2 separate regions of the Mus musculus genome follow, and region 2 is linked to region 1. A link is a contact called in public HiChIP or PLAC-seq data. All regions are on one chromosome and are shown on one strand. The core of a region is the stretch at or near the end of the contact, and the rest is flanking DNA. Distances in the headings are between cores, read along the strand shown. Region 1 overlaps Slc6a1 (solute carrier family 6 (neurotransmitter transporter, GABA), member 1). Region 2 overlaps Hrh1 (histamine receptor H1).

The links. HiChIP or PLAC-seq counts read pairs in DNA pulled down with a chosen protein or histone mark.
Region 2: a contact with region 1 is called in an H3K27ac HiChIP or PLAC-seq map of stem cell-derived neural progenitor cells. The contact joins two enhancer-like sites. A contact is called at or near these places in 1 of 115 datasets of contacts at active chromatin or transcription factors (stem cell-derived neural progenitor cells) and 2 of 9 other capture datasets (adipose tissue and pancreatic islet).

Annotation. Positions count from the first base shown.
Region 1 is chr6:114,295,962-114,299,768 of GRCm38.p6, forward strand. The region is part of intron 1 of Slc6a1 (solute carrier family 6 (neurotransmitter transporter, GABA), member 1); the gene reads left to right. Among named protein-coding and RNA genes, the nearest start is that of Slc6a1, 15 kb to the left of the region's middle. Within about 2 kb of position 1,825, at least 50 of the 459 cell types and tissues checked have an H3K27ac peak or open chromatin away from gene starts, as enhancers often do. A contact at or near this core is called in stem cell-derived neural progenitor cells, where this site is marked.
Region 2 is chr6:114,426,520-114,430,207 of GRCm38.p6, forward strand. All of the region lies in intron 1 of Hrh1 (histamine receptor H1), which reads left to right. Among named protein-coding and RNA genes, the nearest start is that of Hrh1, 30 kb to the left of the region's middle. Within about 2 kb of position 1,297, at least 32 of the 459 cell types and tissues checked have an H3K27ac peak or open chromatin away from gene starts, as enhancers often do. A contact at or near this core is called in stem cell-derived neural progenitor cells, where this site is marked.

The sequences.
Region 1 (3,807 bases), core at 575-3,074:
GGGGTACCTTCAGCTGCCTTCTCCCTGGAAAGGCCAGAGTCTCAGTTTCCATCTCCTTTTGCCTGGGCAACTTCATCTCCCAGCAGCTCCAGCTCTCCCATTGTGGCCAAACCAACTGGGATGGACTCTGGGGCCAGGAGGCCTAAAGCATCAGAGGATTTACCCAGGCCTGATCCCAGGATGCACAGGCTAAGGGATGTGGTTTGTCAGACTCTTGACTCCAGGGCCCAGGTTAAGCTCTGTGTGATGTGGGACTGGTCATTTGACCTCTTTAAGCATCATGGCCCCATGTCTGCGAGATAGGACTATTGATCATGGAGCTTTGGTGTTTCATACTCTTGCCTGCTCTAGTTATGGAGCTGGGAACAGCACGTGCGTGCGTGTGTGTGTGTGTGTGTGTGTGTGTGTGTGTGTGTGTGTGTGTGTGTGGTTCTGTTGAGCCCTGAGGAAAGAACTGACTGGACCACCTCAGTGGGTTGCTGAGAGAGCCTAGCATCTAGTACTTTCTAATGAGAACTGCAGCTAGGGCTGCTAATGACCTTGGGGTAGGGTGAGGTGTCAAAAGGTATGCAGGTCCTGAGTGATCGTGGAGAGTTGAAAGACTGAAAGCGACTCTTGTGCTGTATGATTCTGAGCTCACGCCAGTCTTCTCTGTGCGCCTTCTCTGAGCCTTGTGCACATATGTAAGTGTGGTAGAGAATCTGCCTACACCAGTTAGGGCCTTTCTTTGGTCCCCTTAAATGTCAGCTGAGGGTCCAAGAATCGGGTCTGTTTTAGATGTCCAGCTAGACACTCCTGTCACACTTGCCTGGCGCAGTCCCTTTTCCATGAACACCTGTCAATTTCCAGGACTCCACCTCCCTCGGGCCTCTCTTACCCGGGGTAGCTGTCATTGCTAGTTGCTCTCTGTGACAGAGTGTGTATACAGCTGATCATCTCTGCATGGTAGCTGGAACTGCCCCTTACTGCAACACCCTGTGTGTCCTGGCTTCGATTTTCACCACATTCTTGAAGCCTGAGGCCAGCCCAAGCCAAATATCCCTACTAAGCATTCTGCAGGGATCAGATGGGAAGCCATCCCACCAAACGTGAGGTCCCTCCTCACAGCTTCAAGGCCCAGCACACCCGAGTCACACTACCTCGTTCCTGTGGACATGCTGCTAGCAGAGCCGCCCCATGCATAGCAAAGCCAGAATTGCAAAGCCCTCTGAGAGTCCCTCTGACCGCAGCCCTGGGCTGGCAGGCCTCAGTTTCCCTCTCTACCTGGGGAATACAGTAACTCTCAGCTTATGTAGCTGCAATCAGTCTGGGCACTAGAACTCTGTGACATGCCTGGAACACAGTGGGTGCCCACTTCTCTGAAAGGATTTGTGCACAGGGACTTGGGTGCACAGCAGATGTCCCAAGGGTGGGCCTAGCATTTCCCTCTCAATCGGATAATAAAATGCATTGTTTCCGCTTGGCACCCAGCCAAACCCAATATTAATTCCTTTCTTGAACCATCACAGTTCTCAAAGAGATAAAAGCAAGTGGGGGCCATTACAGCTGCTGCAGGCCTCCGCCGTCCTGGTAATTACTGAGCGGAGGGGAGGGAGCAAGATGGAGCAGCAGTGGGCCTAGCCAGGGTGGGAGGGAGGGAGAAGGGGGAGGTGAGGGGAGGAAGGAGAAAGGGGTAGAGGGGAGGGAGAGAGGAGGAGCAGAATTCAGGCCAAGCCTGTTGCTCTGCCTCCTGCAACCCACAGTTCACGTGCTGGGACAATGGCACGCCTGACTGTCAAGCCCTGGTTTCTCAGCCTCTGCCTACTTTCCACCCACAGGACCACACCAGGCCCTCTGAAGCAATGAGACAGAGGGAGATTGTCCCTCGGGCTTCCCTGCTATACTTCCCTCTTCCACAGCTGGCCACTGGCTCAACGCTGGGCTGCCATCTGCAGGCCACCAGCTTCCAGGCCCTGCTCTGGGGTGGGGTCCCAGTGCCCCAGTGGCCAAGGCCAAGTCCTTGTGTCTCTCTTGGACTCGGTTTCCCAAGAATGTCTCTGCTTCTGCTCCTGACCCTTGGAAGCATTTGTCATGGCTAGGGTGAAATCTAGAAGCATGAGATATCCTTGGCCACTTAAGATTCAAAAAAAAAAATTAATAATTTGAACTGCTGGCTTTGGCCTCTGAGACCCCATGTGATGTGACTCCTGTCACCCTCCACCTGGATCTGTTCCCTTCCATACCTCTCTGCTGTCTTTCGAACACCCAGGTCTCCGTCCTGCCTTGAGGTCTTTGCATTGCTTTCCCACTGTGTAAAACACTGTGTCCTAAAGGGTCACATTTTCAACTTCTAATTCAAACTGAATCTTCTTGTTGTTCTGGCCAAGTAAAACAAGCCCAAGGGCTACTTCTGACCTATTTGCCAGGTCTGATCTAGGGCTTCCAGCTCCACACGCCTTCCTTACAAAAGTGTCTCTGGCTGAGGGACCTGCAGATCTCTGCATGCTTTAGCTGAGTTTCTGTCAGTGGTGTTAAGACTTGGTCACAGCTACATGGAAGAGGGATGGGCTATCTCTGAGACTCACCACTCTTCCGTCTGGTCTCTTTCATTAACTCCATCCTCTCAGAAGCCTCTGAGTAAGGCTTCTGTTTGCCTAATTATCTTTCTTGTGACCAATCTTGTTCCCCTCTCAGCCTCTGACAGGAATGAGCTGGACCTCTTTCTCTGGGCTGAGGAGAAGATCCACAGCAGAGGTTTTCTGCTGTGTCTCTCTAGGACTGACAGATTGACACTGTGGGACCAGAGTCTCAGAGTACCAGGCCCTCTATCTATATGTGATATTCCTGCTGGTATATCCCACAAAGCTGCAGCCAGGAGTGCTGGGTGGTAAATGTCCATATAGTGCCCGAGATTTCCTGAGGCCCTGCCAGCTAGTGCTGGAGTTACCCTGCATACCTATCTGTGTGCCTGACCTGGTTGTTCTCATTCTCCCATTTATCCAGATAGGGCTCAGAGAGCAGAGGTAGCTTACCCTGCATTAACAGGTGCTAGAGAGAGCCAAGGTCAGGCTCAAGACTAACGTAGCTTCAGGACCAGGCAAGTCCAAGGCTGAATCTTGGATCTTCCCTGGGCATCAATTCCATCACACCAACCTCAAGTTCAAATCTGTATCTTGGGTCCTTCCTGGGCATCAGTTCCGTCACACCAGCCTCGTTTGCTTATGCTCAGACACAGACATGAACTCACAGCTCTTGGCTCTGCAGTTCTTTCTCGGATGCTGCAGGTGTTCGGCTGATTCCAGACATACATTTCTGGAAGACAGAAATGACAGCCTGGCTCTCTCAGGGCCAGTTCTTCCAAGTGGCCCTGCCTGGGACCCCTGGGTTAGATCTGAGGACTGTGGACTTTGGACTGCCTTTCCTGAGGACCCAAGGGGCCAAAGAGTCTTAGAGTCAGCCACATGTGACCCTGGGGAAGACCTTTGCCCATCAGTGCTTCTGTCATAGAATGCCACAGGCCAGTGATGGATAATGGCTGGAGGCTCGTGGTTCTGGAAGCTGAGAGTCTACGGGAGATTAGCGGCATCAGAAGGGCCTTCTCGTTGAATATCTCTGAGATACGGCAAGAGAGAGAGGCCTAAAAGGTGGAATTCACTTTTGTAACAACGTGCTCCAGCGACAATGACATTGGTGGGAGTCACGCCTCACAATCTACCTGTCCTCTAAAGTGTCCCATTCAAAACATAGTAAGGGACACTTATTGGCATCTCAGAGCAGAGTTTCTGGGCGAAAGCCTAGAAGTACAAGCTAGAACATCAGCAACATAGC
Region 2 (3,688 bases), core at 47-2,546, 130 kb after region 1:
CTCCTGGGAGCCCCCCGGGACTATAGTTTTCTGACATATGTATCTAACCTCAGACCCGTTTTCTTCCAAGACTCTGGGGCTGGGTGGAGGACATCCCGAGGCCTGACATAATCCAGTCTTGGGTCTCTACATCCCACTGGTGACCTAGACATCCTTTTCTTTGCAGAATTGTTTGAGAAAATGATGTCTTTTGTCATCTTGGGCACTTTTGTAAAGGATGAGGGGGCTCCTGAGACACTGGGGTGCTCACTTGGAAAGTCAACGGAAAGACATGCCTTTGAGTATCCTTTGACAAAGACTGTAGAATAGAATTGAAAAGCATTCTAGGGGAAAGAACAGAAGCAAGAAAAGTGTTTCCCACATTTCCAGCAAACACAGAAACCTGGGGAACATTTAGTTTCCCTGAGCATTTCTCCGGTACGTGCTCCCAGCACTTGAGAGGCCGAGTTGAGAAGATCCTGAGTTCCAAGCCAGTGTGAGCTATATAGATTCAACAATAATAGTAATAACAACAACAACAACAACAACAACAATAATAATAATAATAATAATAATGTGAGCTACATAGAAACTGTTTCAATACAACAACAAACAATACCTTTAAATGCTCAGTAGTGAGGCAATTATTTTGTAAATTATGGTAATGTTACATGATGGCATTTTGTATAACCATGGAAAACAATGGGCTTTTGCAGAATTTTGAGATGGGGAAAAAAAATCACAGTGCCTTTGGATGGAAAGCAGAAGTTATAAAATCGAGACTGTCAAAGCCACACAGGCAGGTGCTGTTTAGATAGCTGCACACACCGATACTGTTATTTCCATGGTGAATATAGAGGAAAACCAGAAGGAAATGTCAGAGTGCATTCAAATGTCTGCTTCAGAAAATAGGGTTACAATAATTCAACGCTATTTTTAATTTCTTTATTTATGTCCTTTCCCCTCTTTTCCACATGAATACTTATTGTAGAGTAAAACAATACATGTTTTTGTTTTTAAACCTGGACATATTTTTCAAATAACCATATTTCCAGACCAAATACTACCGTGTATTTTTTTAAAAATCATCTGGTGATGCCCTATCATGGCCTCTCACCAGGAGTTGCAAATGAACACCTAAAGGAATCGGATAAATGAACTTGGCTCCAATTTCACAGGAGATTTTTGTTTCCAGTACTCTTGAAAATGCACACACACGACAGCGATTTCCAGCGGTGAGTGCACATCCCTTTGGTGCACTTGGCGGTGCTGGAAGGCAGCTGCCCCGCTGGTTGCCATGGTCCCGCAGTTGACTGTTGCCACTGTCCCATTGTCTGCACGCAGCCAGCTGGCATAAGCGAGTATCTGAAGATGCCAGGCCCCTAAGTCCAGAACATCACGATTCTCACGAAGCCACCGGTGTAGAGCTCCATGCCTGGCCTTGTGTCACACACAGCTCCCGGCCCCATTATAGATGCACCAAGAACAAGGTACAGAATTAATTACCTTTGGCCTGTGTGTAAACACTGCACAGGAATCATAATTGAGCTTTGAGTTTAGACTTGGGTCTCATTCCCAAGGATGCTTCTGCATAGACAGAATTCCCTAGTGTGGAGACCTTGGAAACTGAAACACTTCTGAGGATTTCAGATTGCTCAAGCTGGTTTGTGATCCCTGCCCCACCCTACGCCTCAAAGCCAAGTTCAGGGCTGCTCCCCAGGCCCTTGCAGCCCAACCCTAGATGCTTGCTGAGAGACTGAAGGGTGAGCAAAGCCCATAGGAGGTGACACAGTGGCAAAAGCCAGGGCACAGCACATCTGTGAGCTCTTAGGGGCACATGGCCACAGGTGATGCCTCTGCCTGCACCTTCGCTTTCCACACCCAGGCTCAAGGGATCACCGGGAGTTCTCTGAGGCAGATGTACAGGATGCCTCCTAGGGCATTTTCTTTAAATGGGCAAAGAGGGAAAGTGTGGGTGGCATGCCACGATATGGGCAGGAGGAAGTGCATAAGGATACTGACAGGCTCTTGACTGGTTTGGGGTCTTCAAGCTGCCATATTGCTTTCCTCCATTGAGGTTCATAGCCGTGAGCCACCAGCCTACCCTCCTAAGTGACAAGTGGCTCATAAGGGAAGGAATGGAGGCAAAGTGTCCCGAGATGCAGACATCTTGTCATCTTGTCCTTGGCAGGGGCCTGGGTATTGGTGACATTATCACTGAATGCTACAGTAGTTCCAGGCCAGAGCCACAAATGATCCCCAGATACCCCCTACAGGGTGGGCATCGAGTACAGTGCTAGCCTCTTAGTACAGGGGAAAGAGGCCAGCTTAGCAGCAGTAGGGAACAAAGATGGAGCATTTGGACTTCCTGTCCCCTCAGATGCGATCTCAACGATCTCCACCCGAAATTCCCTGACGGATGCAGCGAGCTTCCTGTTCATGGGCCTTTAATCACAACAGTGGCACTCTCTATTGAACCGTGACGTGTACAAATGCCTCCATCTGCAGGCCGAGTGCACCGCAGGATGTATTTTAACCAGGGATGTACACTGTGTAGCTAGATAGCGAGCATCCAGAAGGAGGAAGAGAACACTCCCAGCGTGGTGTGTGAGTAGGTCCCCTCCCCTTCTGTCTCTCTCCACAGCTGCCACAGCCATTGTATAACGTAATGGATCTGCTCGGCCTGTGCCCGTAGGTTTTGCCTCTTTCAGCTCCATCGGTCCTTGTACCGTTTGCCTGTTGGTCTGTGCTGTAGCTGCTGACATCACCTCTAGTTGATGACGGCAATGTACTAAACTGAGCTCCCACAGTTCTGAGGCAGAAGACGGCCTCAAGTATGGTACTGCGGTCAGCGGAGCTACCGGAACATTCTGGGTCTTTGGGGGGGAAGTACATACACTTCCTTGATAGGTGGTAGGCTCTTTCTTGGTTTTGTGTCGTTTTTGGAAAGGGATCACAGTGGTCCAGTCAGGTCCCCACACATCAACTGAGCAGCGAGACAGTGTCCCAGGAGATGGCCCTCTCTGCAGGGGACACAGTCTTCTGCTCCTCTGTTGTCGCCTGCATCCCATCTGGGCTTTGCTGGCTCTGTTCTTCTCTCCAAAGGATGTTAGAGGTAGGAACACATCTTCATTAACTTGATTCTCTTTTTAAACCAGCCAGAGAAGTCACGGCTGGGTTATTATTGGCAGCAAGGTATTACCAATGGTGTTTTCTGTGTCTGCCATGAGGAGGAGATAGAACAAGCTATTTCTTGATTGGTCTGGTTAATAGCTTTTTCCTAACTTACACTTAAGGGCTGTGAAGATCAACATGTAAACATTCATGTTTGTAAGCCCCACAGCATAGTCTTCCTGAGGGCACACTGATCATAGAAAATCCTTTTAGAGGTCTCCTGTATGTGCTCTTCTCCACATAGGTGAAAATGGTTACAAAGTATTTCATCTTATTCATTCATTTACTTATCAGACAGGGTTTTCCGGTGGACCCCTGGCTGGCCTGGAGCTTGCTCTGTAGACCAGGCTGGCCTTGAACTAACAGAGATCTGTCTGTGTCTGCCTCTAAAGTGCCGGGATTAAAGGCATGTGCTACTATGCCCAGCGTCCAAAAGAATTTTAAACTCTTTGATTTGCACACCAGTGATGCTGATGGCGGGTTGCAGGCTGCTGGTATTCTACTTAGAGGCTCCTGTCTTGTGTCTGGAGTTCAA